Regions from separate parts of the Bos taurus genome. Here region 2 is linked to region 1. The links are chromatin contacts, called in public Hi-C maps. All regions are on one chromosome and are shown on one strand. The core of a region is the stretch at or near the end of the contact, and the rest is flanking DNA. Distances in the headings are between cores, read along the strand shown.

Region 1 (4,539 bases), core at 123-2,622:
CTCCCAGTTCACCAGCATCTCCAGTTTCTTCTACTCTTCTATTCAGGGCATTCCCTACTACCTATTAGGCCCTGGCTCCAGCTGATCCCAGGACCTTAGAAAGATTTCTTTCTATCCTAATCAGTTACCAAAGTATTTTTGCCACAAAAAATTTCCCTCGCTAAGTAAAACTATGGAAGCAGTCATTATAAAGTTATAAAATAAATTCGTATCAGAGTAGTAATTCTTGGTGTTATAATAATATTTTTATTGTCTCTAATATTAAGCATTGAACTAAGTGCTTAACATGCATCTATCCACTTTAGTGATAGGATCAGATCATTACAATGCTGTGCAAAAAACACACACACAGCAAAGTGCTTCCGACTACACTCACAAGGCATCCCCCAACCTTTTTGGCACCAGGGACCAGTATCGTGGAATAGGGGGATGGTTTGGGGGTAATTCAGGAGTATCATATTTATTGTGAACTTTATTTCTATTATTATTACATCAGCTCCACTTCATATCATCAGGTATTAGACCCAAGAGGCTGAGAACCCCTGCCTAGAGTTCCAGTCCCAGAACTGTGTCTTTTTTTTGTTTCTTTAATTTTATTTATTTGTCTGTGTCAGGTCTTAGTGTGACACACTGGATCCTTAGTTGCAGCATCTGGGATTTAGTCCCCTGACCAGGGGTTGACCCCAGGTCCACTGCATTGGGAGTATAGAGTCCTAGCCACTGGATCACCAGGGAAGTCCCAACATTGTCTCTTCATAGCTGTATTAGTTTGGGTTTTTCACTTCAGTCCTCTAAGCCTCTGTTTTCTCCTTCATTTATAAAAGGGTGATAATGAAATATCTTCCACTTCAGGTTGTTATCAGGATTGAGAGGGTAAATTAAAGTGGAAAGTGCTCCAAACAGTGCCTAGCACTTCCTATGCGCTCAGTAAACATTGGTTGTTATTGTAATCACTAAAGAATAGAGAGATTTGGGATTGAGTCTGCAACAACTCACAGGGCAGGGGAATTAGAGGAAGAGATCTATAGCCAGAGTTTGCCCCCCTGAATATCTGATGCCCTGAATTTTATGCAGTCAGGTCCTGCTGACCATGCTTTCCCAACACTATCAGCCTTCCCACTTGGCTTTCCCCATTGATTTTTTTCACTCCCACAAGGCTCAGTGAGACACTTGGGAAAATATTTTCCAAAATAAATTTCAAGTCATTATTTGACCCAAACCACCCAATTCTGTGGCCCAACCCTGTCTACTAATGTTACCGCCCTGTTCCTATTTAGACTGAGGTTTATACTGACCAGCCCTTCACCAGGGCTTCCCTGTCCTGCCACCTCCTGCCTGAGTCATCCCATGATGTCACAATCTTAGATTTATGATATTGGCCAGCGTGGTCTCAGGGATGACTATAGACGGCCCCAGACTGAAGCACAGCTGTGAGGCCAGTCACATGGCATTCCACCACCTCCCACCCCTTTCTTTCATGATGTAATGGAAAGAGATGTTCTGGGAATCAGACAGAACAGGGTTGCTTCCAAGCTTTGCTTTTTCCTTTCTGTGTGATCTTGGACCAGAAGGGCTTATGAAGTCTCAGTTTCCTCATTAGTAAATGGGGATGTTGGAGAATCAAATTAAAAAGCCTAAGTAAAAGCACTTGAGCTGGTACATAACAGGGGTCATCAGCATCTTAGTGCCACAACTATGATGCCTAACAAAACAGCCCAAAACTCAGTGGCTTTAAAGATAACCATTAATCTTGCTCTTGCTTCTGGGTGGGAATTGGCTGGTCTGGTCCTGGCCTTGGAGAAGGAAATGGCAATCCACTCCAGTAAATTTGTCCAGAAAATCCTGTGGACCAAGGAGCCTGGCAGGCTACAGTCCATGGGGTTGCAACAGATTCGGACACGCCTGAGCAACTAAACAAGACTGGGCCGAGCTAGACTTGGCTCCACATGGACCAGCAAGCTAACCAGGGCACGTTGTCAGCATGGCAAGTGCAGAGGTACAGGAGCCCATGCCCAAGCACACAAGCTCTTGTTAAGCCTCTACCAGATATCTACTGGTATCCTGTTTGCCAAAGCAAGTCAGGTGACCAAGCCCAAAATTAAGCACAGGATACATATACTTCTCCTTTAATGGGAGAAATTACAAAGTTACCTGCCAACAGGTATTGGTTCAGAGAAGCATGGAAAATTAGGAACAGTGATGCAAAATAGTACAGGAGATGGTCAGAAATCTTTGTTTCCTTATTTCTAACTTTTCTCCATACCCAGGGCCTCTTGGTTTCACTTCATGCTCTTAAAACTCACCATGAAAAAGGAATATAAAATTCACGGCCGTTGTATACACGACCATTGACTGTCGGACAAGCACCTCAGCATTTAAAGAGTGCTTTTCTAACAACAAAAAACCTAATTGCCCACTTTAGTGGTTCCTGTGCAGCAGGCTCTGTGTTCAGCCTCTACTTTCTGTACATTATATCATTCAATCCATGCAGCAACCCCACAAGGCAGGTGGAAGGACATTCTCATTTTATTGCTAAAGAAACCAAGGCTTTGAAATCAGCTCAAGGTCATTTAACTAATAAGTCCCTAAGAGGGCCTTACAAAGTCAGGTTTCCAATGCAGATATATCACACCACTCCATTAAAACCCTGAGGGCAGGGTTCTCACTGGGACCAAAATTTTCAGTCTAAGTTTCCTCAAACTTCAATCATCAGTCACCAACTTTACAATTTTTACCATATTTATGTGTTATCTATACTATATATGTATGGAGTAGGAAATGGCAACCCAATCCAGTGTACTTGCCTGGAGAATTCCACGGACAGAGAAGCCTGGTGGGCTATACTCCATGGAGTTGCAAATAGTTGGACTCGACTGAGCTCGTGCACACATACTGTATATAATTCATATAGTTGCTGATTATTCTTTATGATACATTTTAACTTAAATTTGTTCTAGGATAAACTCAGTATGACTACTGTAAGTGAAAAATCAGTGTCTTCTGCCATAAACAAAGGACGGTAACCACTAAAAGATTTACAAAAACAAAGCAACGTTATGATATTCATGCCAGAAACTCTTGCCTGCTGTGAGCACCAAGAGAAAGATACAGGTTTGCAGGTATGGAGAACAAACACTTAAAGAGCACCAAACGAAGACTCTCCTTGATGGAATCTGAAGGCTTGAAAATTGTTTGAAAAGGAAATGACCTTCTCACCATGTGCTTCAGTCTATTCGATACATAGATTAGTTGATAAAGAATCTGCCTGCGATGCGGGAGACCCTGGTTCGATTCCTGGGTTGGGAAGATCCCCTGGAGAAGGGATAAGCTACCCACTCCAGTATTCTTGGGCTTCCCTTGTGGCTCAACTGGTTAAGAATCTGCCTGCAGTGTGGGAGACCTGGGTTGGGAAGATACCCTGGAGAAGGGAAAGGATACCCACTCCCGTATTCTGGCCTGCAGAATTCCATGAACTAAGTCCATGGGGTCGCAAGGAGTCAGACATGACTGAGAGATTTTCACTCACTTCACTTACTAATCCAAGCATCACCAAAAGTCATTACAGGAACTCCAGCCCAGCTTCATATGTCTACAGACTTAGAGGAAGAATCCTCAGTAGGTGCTGAGAAAATACCTTCTAGGGACCTTCCTAGAGGTCCTTCAATCCCTCCCCTGCTCACCACTTGGATTTGGTCTTCATAGACCTGAAGGAGAGTTTTCTTGATGGCATCTTCCAAGGGCAAAGGCCAGCATTCTAGTGACATAGAGAATAAGTGGAAGAGAGAAAACTCAGACATGCCAAACAGCTGATCAGACCAGTCCCAAGCCTTTAGCAATGACAGGGGTATACAGACCTGGGCTGATTCCAGTCCAAAGACGTTTCATTAATTCCCCAGCCAAGCAGGACAAGGGACCTCAGGAGAGTCAGCCCTCATCTTTAATCCTGATGACTTCTTACTGTCCATGCAGATTTGCTCACCAAAAATCTCTCCCACAAGCACAACAGCTCTCCACACACACTTGCTGTTCTCCTGAAATATCCACCATTATCATGTCTCCTCCAACACAAAACCAGAGAGGGGACATTGTTATGTACCATTACTGTTTTCCTACAATATCTGCCTCCATCCTTCCCACCATTTCTTTGTTTCTCAGCCTCTGCTCACAAAGGCCATCCTACCAGAAGTGCCTCAATCCTTCACTCATACCTCAGAAAATCTTGCCCAGAGTCTGCGAGGACTGGGAGGCCTTCTCAAGGCCTTCCTGCTTCTGCAGCACTGCCTTTGCAACCTTCCTGTAGCACCTCTTATAGTACATTCTGTTCTGTCTTTATTCATCTATTATCCCTGAAAGATCTAGTGCAGAGAGGTCCTCAAGAAATGTTGAAACCTCAAATATAAACCTCTATTAAAATTGCTAGCATTAAACGAGCATGTGAGTAGGAATCTCAGTCCACCACCATCTCAGGAAGACTCAGATGCAAGAATTGGAACTGGATTTTTCTAAGGTTCAACTTACTTCCTATTTCAACCATCAGCA
Region 2 (4,608 bases), core at 535-3,034, 310 kb before region 1:
CCTTCCATGGCAAAGAGCGGGTTATTTTTGTTCACTTGACAAACATTTGTCAAACATCTACTATGCTAGCTAGCTCACATGTGCAGAACAAGGATAGAGAAGCAGAGGCGCTATCCCAAATAACTTGTGGTCTAGGAAGGGAGGCAGGGTAAGTCTTCACAGAACCCAACACAGGTGGAATCCAGGAAAGAGAGATCCAAACTTAGTGCTGTGGGCAGCAGAGGCCACAGCTATTTGGAGGAGTCCAAGTGACTTCAACGAGGGGGTGGTATTTGAAATGGATTGTAAAGAATGGCTAGGATTTCAACAAGTGATGATGGCAACAGGAAGAGTGAGGAGACTGAATCAGCGTGAGCAGAGGTAAGGAAAGTGGAAGCTCGGGGTGTGGAATGATTGAGGACACTCTTCCCCTGACCCTAACCTATTCATCCTCCCAAATCCTCTCTCTACCATCTACCTGGCATCTTAGCTAGAAACTGCACAGTCTCCTGGCTGCCTCCTTTTCCCTCCACCATTATACCTGTTCACCACATGCTATAGACGCCACAGCCCACATCCCTCTGGTCTATCCATTCTTCTCTGTTCCCATTGCCAATTCCTTGGCTGAACCATCATCAGCTCTCATCCTGTCTTCATAATCAATAGCCTCCTAACTTCGTATTTTCATCCACTTCCAATTTATTTTTTGTACTAAAACCAGGCTGATCTTTCTGAAAAATCAAAGCTTTAAAAGTGTTAAGTTTAAAATTCTTTTCTCGGACATTCTTTATTTGAGCCCTCCCACCGCAATCTAAATCAGAAAACCCGGTTATTCCCTTACCTAGCACCCCAGTTTTTCCTTTCTAGCCCTTATCTGAGTTTTTAACCACATATTTAGATGTGGTATTATTTGCATGAGGGTAGGGACCATGACTATTTGGATCTCACTCTGTTAAATAACACAGGGCCTGGCACATATTAGAGTGGAAGCAAATATTTGCAGAATGACTAACTGATGGATTCCACAGATTCCAATCTGCTTGTCAGTTTCCAACAGAGATAAATTGCTGTTCTTTAATCTTCCCTCAAAAATCTGAGTTTTCCATAAACCATCTGGTAAATGCTCAGTTGCTAGCTGTCTCACTCCATTCGTGAAACCCCAGGAGCATGTTTTAATTTTGCCCTTTATCTCAATGCTGCTTCTGGCCCAACTTATGGGTGTAAATCTGTAAGCAGGAGCATCAGAGAGAGTTGTCCTAAGAATAGCTCACCCAGGACCCTGGGGACACTCAGCCAACCTCTGAAGGCTACAGCCACACTGGAAAAGTTGGCTAATTTAGAGTCATCTTGATTTCTCGTCATTTCCCTCTGTGGCAATCAGAAGGCAAATTATCCAAGAGGCCAATTAGCAGTCATTTGGGCATTTTTCCCTGGAAGATACGTCTTCCTTAACTCATCCTAGAGTCTGAATTGTTTGTCTTTTCCCATCTGGATCGATGGGTGGGTCACATAAGCAACCCCCTAGGAATCTCATATGCATCCTTTAGTACTTAGGAGAAGTCTTAGGATGGAAGCCACTGTTTAGTCTGAGCTGGCCTCACATTTTGGAATTCTGTCTCCCAAGTAAGGGCCAAATTAACCAGATAATTGCACTGTCTGGGTTTTGCTGGACAGAGCAAATGAGTTAGTTGTGGTTGGCCTAAAGGAAGCCTCCGCCCCTTCTCTCCACCCTCTTCCCCCCAGTTCAAAAACTGTTTGCCTCAGCTTTTGCAGAGCCAGGAATCAAGAAACCCTGGGGAGGCCAGTGGGGGAAACTGCCTCATGTTGCATCCCATTACCCAGAATGCCCTGCTGGCTCTGCAGGGCCTCTCAGCAGTGTCCTCGCAGGGCCTGAGAGGTTCCAGCCAGGGTGGCTGGCATGTCAAGCTCTCTTCTGTTTATATTTGAGGCAAAGGATCTCTTTCTCCACAGGTACAAGTCACCCCTCTGTGGGACTCAGCAGTGAGGTTGATGAATGGATTAATACCAAGTAGACTCAAAGTTCTGAGACTAGCTGGCTAGTACTTGGTGGAGCAGAGCCTTGGACTTCATTTTTCTTTAATAAAAAGACCAAAATTATAATAGTCTTTCCTCGGTGTTAACAGAGGTACCAAAGCCTAAGTGGCAGTGCATTGCTCCAGCAGATGGAAAGAAAGGCAGGAGAAGGTAAAGATCCTTCTCCTCTGATTTACGTAGGAATGCCCGTGGCTCCTTTGGAGTCCTGTCCTTGCATGATAGTGGAGTTGAGATGGGCTTCGGTAGATGCATATGGATCCTAGGGAAGGCTGTTGGTTGAAGTCCTGTTCATCTTCTCCTCTTTTTATATTTCCTCAACTTTGTCTGCTGGGAGCAAAGATGGAATTTCCCCCTTAAAAGAATTTAAGCATTCAAGACCATCATGTATATACATCATGTGTATATTTTTCATACCTACTTCAGCCTACCATCCACCATTCTTTCTGGGGCAGTCCTTCTTAGAGTAGATCCTAACTGTAGATATTGTCATAAAGGCTGTGTTATATTTCAAGAAATAATTGTCAGTGAGATAAAGAAGTGGAGGTTGGGTGTTAGTTAATTCAGTTTTGTGGATTGGTAGCTGGCACCCCACTCCAGTACTTTTGCCTGGAAAATCCCATGGACGGAGGAGCCTGGTAGGCTGCAGTCCATGGGGTCGCTACAGTCGGACACGATTGAGCGTCTTTACTTTCACTTTTCACTTTCATGCATTGGAGAAGGCAGTGGCAACCCACTCCAGTGTTCTTGCCTGGAGAATCCCAGGGACGGGGAAGCCTGGTGGGCTGCCGTCTATGGGGTCGCACAGAGTCAAACACGACTGAAGCGACTTAGCAGCAGCAGCAGCAGGTTGGACATAACCCCCACGAGGAAATGACTACTTGATGGTAATTCACCTTGAGAGAAATACATCTAACACTTTGCCAAAGAGCTCTGCCCTTGGCTGTGTTGTACATCTCCTTCTCAACTGTGATTTATCGAATTACATTTGCTGATGACTTGAAGTTAATGGGAGAGAGTATGGTGGATTAAATTTGATATGATCCAACTGAGTAAGGATACAATATAAGATCCTATTCAAAAGCTCAGCGGAAGAGGAGCAGGACTGGGGAGACTTAACTTATTAACATCTCATGAGGAGAAAACAAGACCTAAAATTTGAGTTAAACAAATTCTTAATATTTGTGAGAAGAAGTATGGTGTGAAAGTTAGGACTGTGACTCTAGTGTAAGATATACTGGAGATGGAGTCTCAGCTCCATCATGTTTTAACTGGGTTGACCTTCCACTTATAGCATCACTAAGTATTAGCTTTTTCATATGAAAAATGAGGATAATAATTTCTATCCTTGGAGTTAATGTGTGGAGTGAATTAGTCAGTATAAGTCATATGCTTGGCATAGTTTCTGACATGTTTATTAAGAGCTCAGTAACTATAGTTATGGGCTTCCCTGGTGGCTCAGTGGTAAAGCATCTGCCAGCCAATGCAAAAGATGTGGGTTTTATCCCTGGGTTGGGAAGATCCTCTGGAGAAGGAAATGACAACCCACTCCAATATTCTTGCCTGGGAAATCCCATGGACAGAGGAACCTGGAGGCTATATATAGTCCATGGGGTGGCAAAAGAGTTGGACAAAACGTAGTGATTGAAACAACAACCATGGTTATCTCTGAAAACCTGATGCATTATCAGGGTGCATTATCAAAGTACAGCATTTAGAATTCAGTAAAGTGATGGCACACACACACAGCACACACACACACTCTCATTGTATTAGCCGGACTCCAGTGAGAGATCCAGTTGTACCATCACGTCGGGAGGGGATAGTAGCAGCCTGAAATGCCTCACGAAGAGAGTGGCTGCAGTGAGAAGCAAAGGAGAGCAGTGTAAGGAACTGGAGATGCTTAGTCCGGAGAAGAGAGCCTTTGGTAGAACTCACTGTACTCTGCAAATATTCACCACCTGAATGAGTGGTTGAAAAGAGTTAGAGCTACCATATGTTGAGTATTAATACTTAGAAGGTAAGGATAAATGCTTTTTGCTGTTGAGATGGGCACTGTCATTGTCTCTGTCTTACAGAAACAGGCTCAGGCGGAATAAGAGTGCTTTCTCAAGGTTGCCTGATTTGTAATTGGCAGGAACCTGTTCTTAAACCTAGACAGTCTAAATTCAGAGTCCTCTTATCCACTGCATTTTTCTGCCATTTGCTGCAGATACCAAGAACAATAACCAGATGTATTGGTTAAATGTTTTTGTATGCATAACCTTATTCCAGCCTTACCCCAACACTTTGAGGTGAGTATGAGGGCTCTCCCTATTTGGCAGATGAAGAAACTAAGGCTCGAAATGTTAAACATCCTGCTTGAAATGAGTGATGGAGGAATTCGAACCCAGGATTCATCTGCACGTGTGCTGAACCACCAGCCTGTATTGTTTCACTGGGATTAGAATTCAGGCTAACAGTACAATCATAGAAAAAGATGGACTTCAACTTGGTATAAACAGACATTGTTCAGCAATGCCGAGTAATGATGAATGGACCACATCCCTTTGGTGGGTACAGAGTCCCTGTGTTGGA

The links. A called contact is a pair of places that touch in the nucleus more often than the background predicts.
Region 2: a Hi-C map of an unstated tissue shows a contact between it and region 1, with 2.9 times the contacts expected there. A contact is called at or near these places in 2 of 11 Hi-C or Micro-C datasets (liver and an unstated tissue).

Annotation. Positions count from the first base shown.
Region 1 is chr5:71,244,029-71,248,567 of ARS-UCD2.0, reverse strand. All of the region lies in intron 5 of SYN3 (synapsin III), which reads left to right. Among named protein-coding and RNA genes, the nearest start is that of FBXO7, 150 kb to the right of the region's middle.
Region 2 is chr5:71,552,382-71,556,989 of ARS-UCD2.0, reverse strand. The region is part of intron 2 of SYN3 (synapsin III); the gene reads left to right. Among named protein-coding and RNA genes, the nearest start is that of SYN3, 23 kb to the left of the region's middle.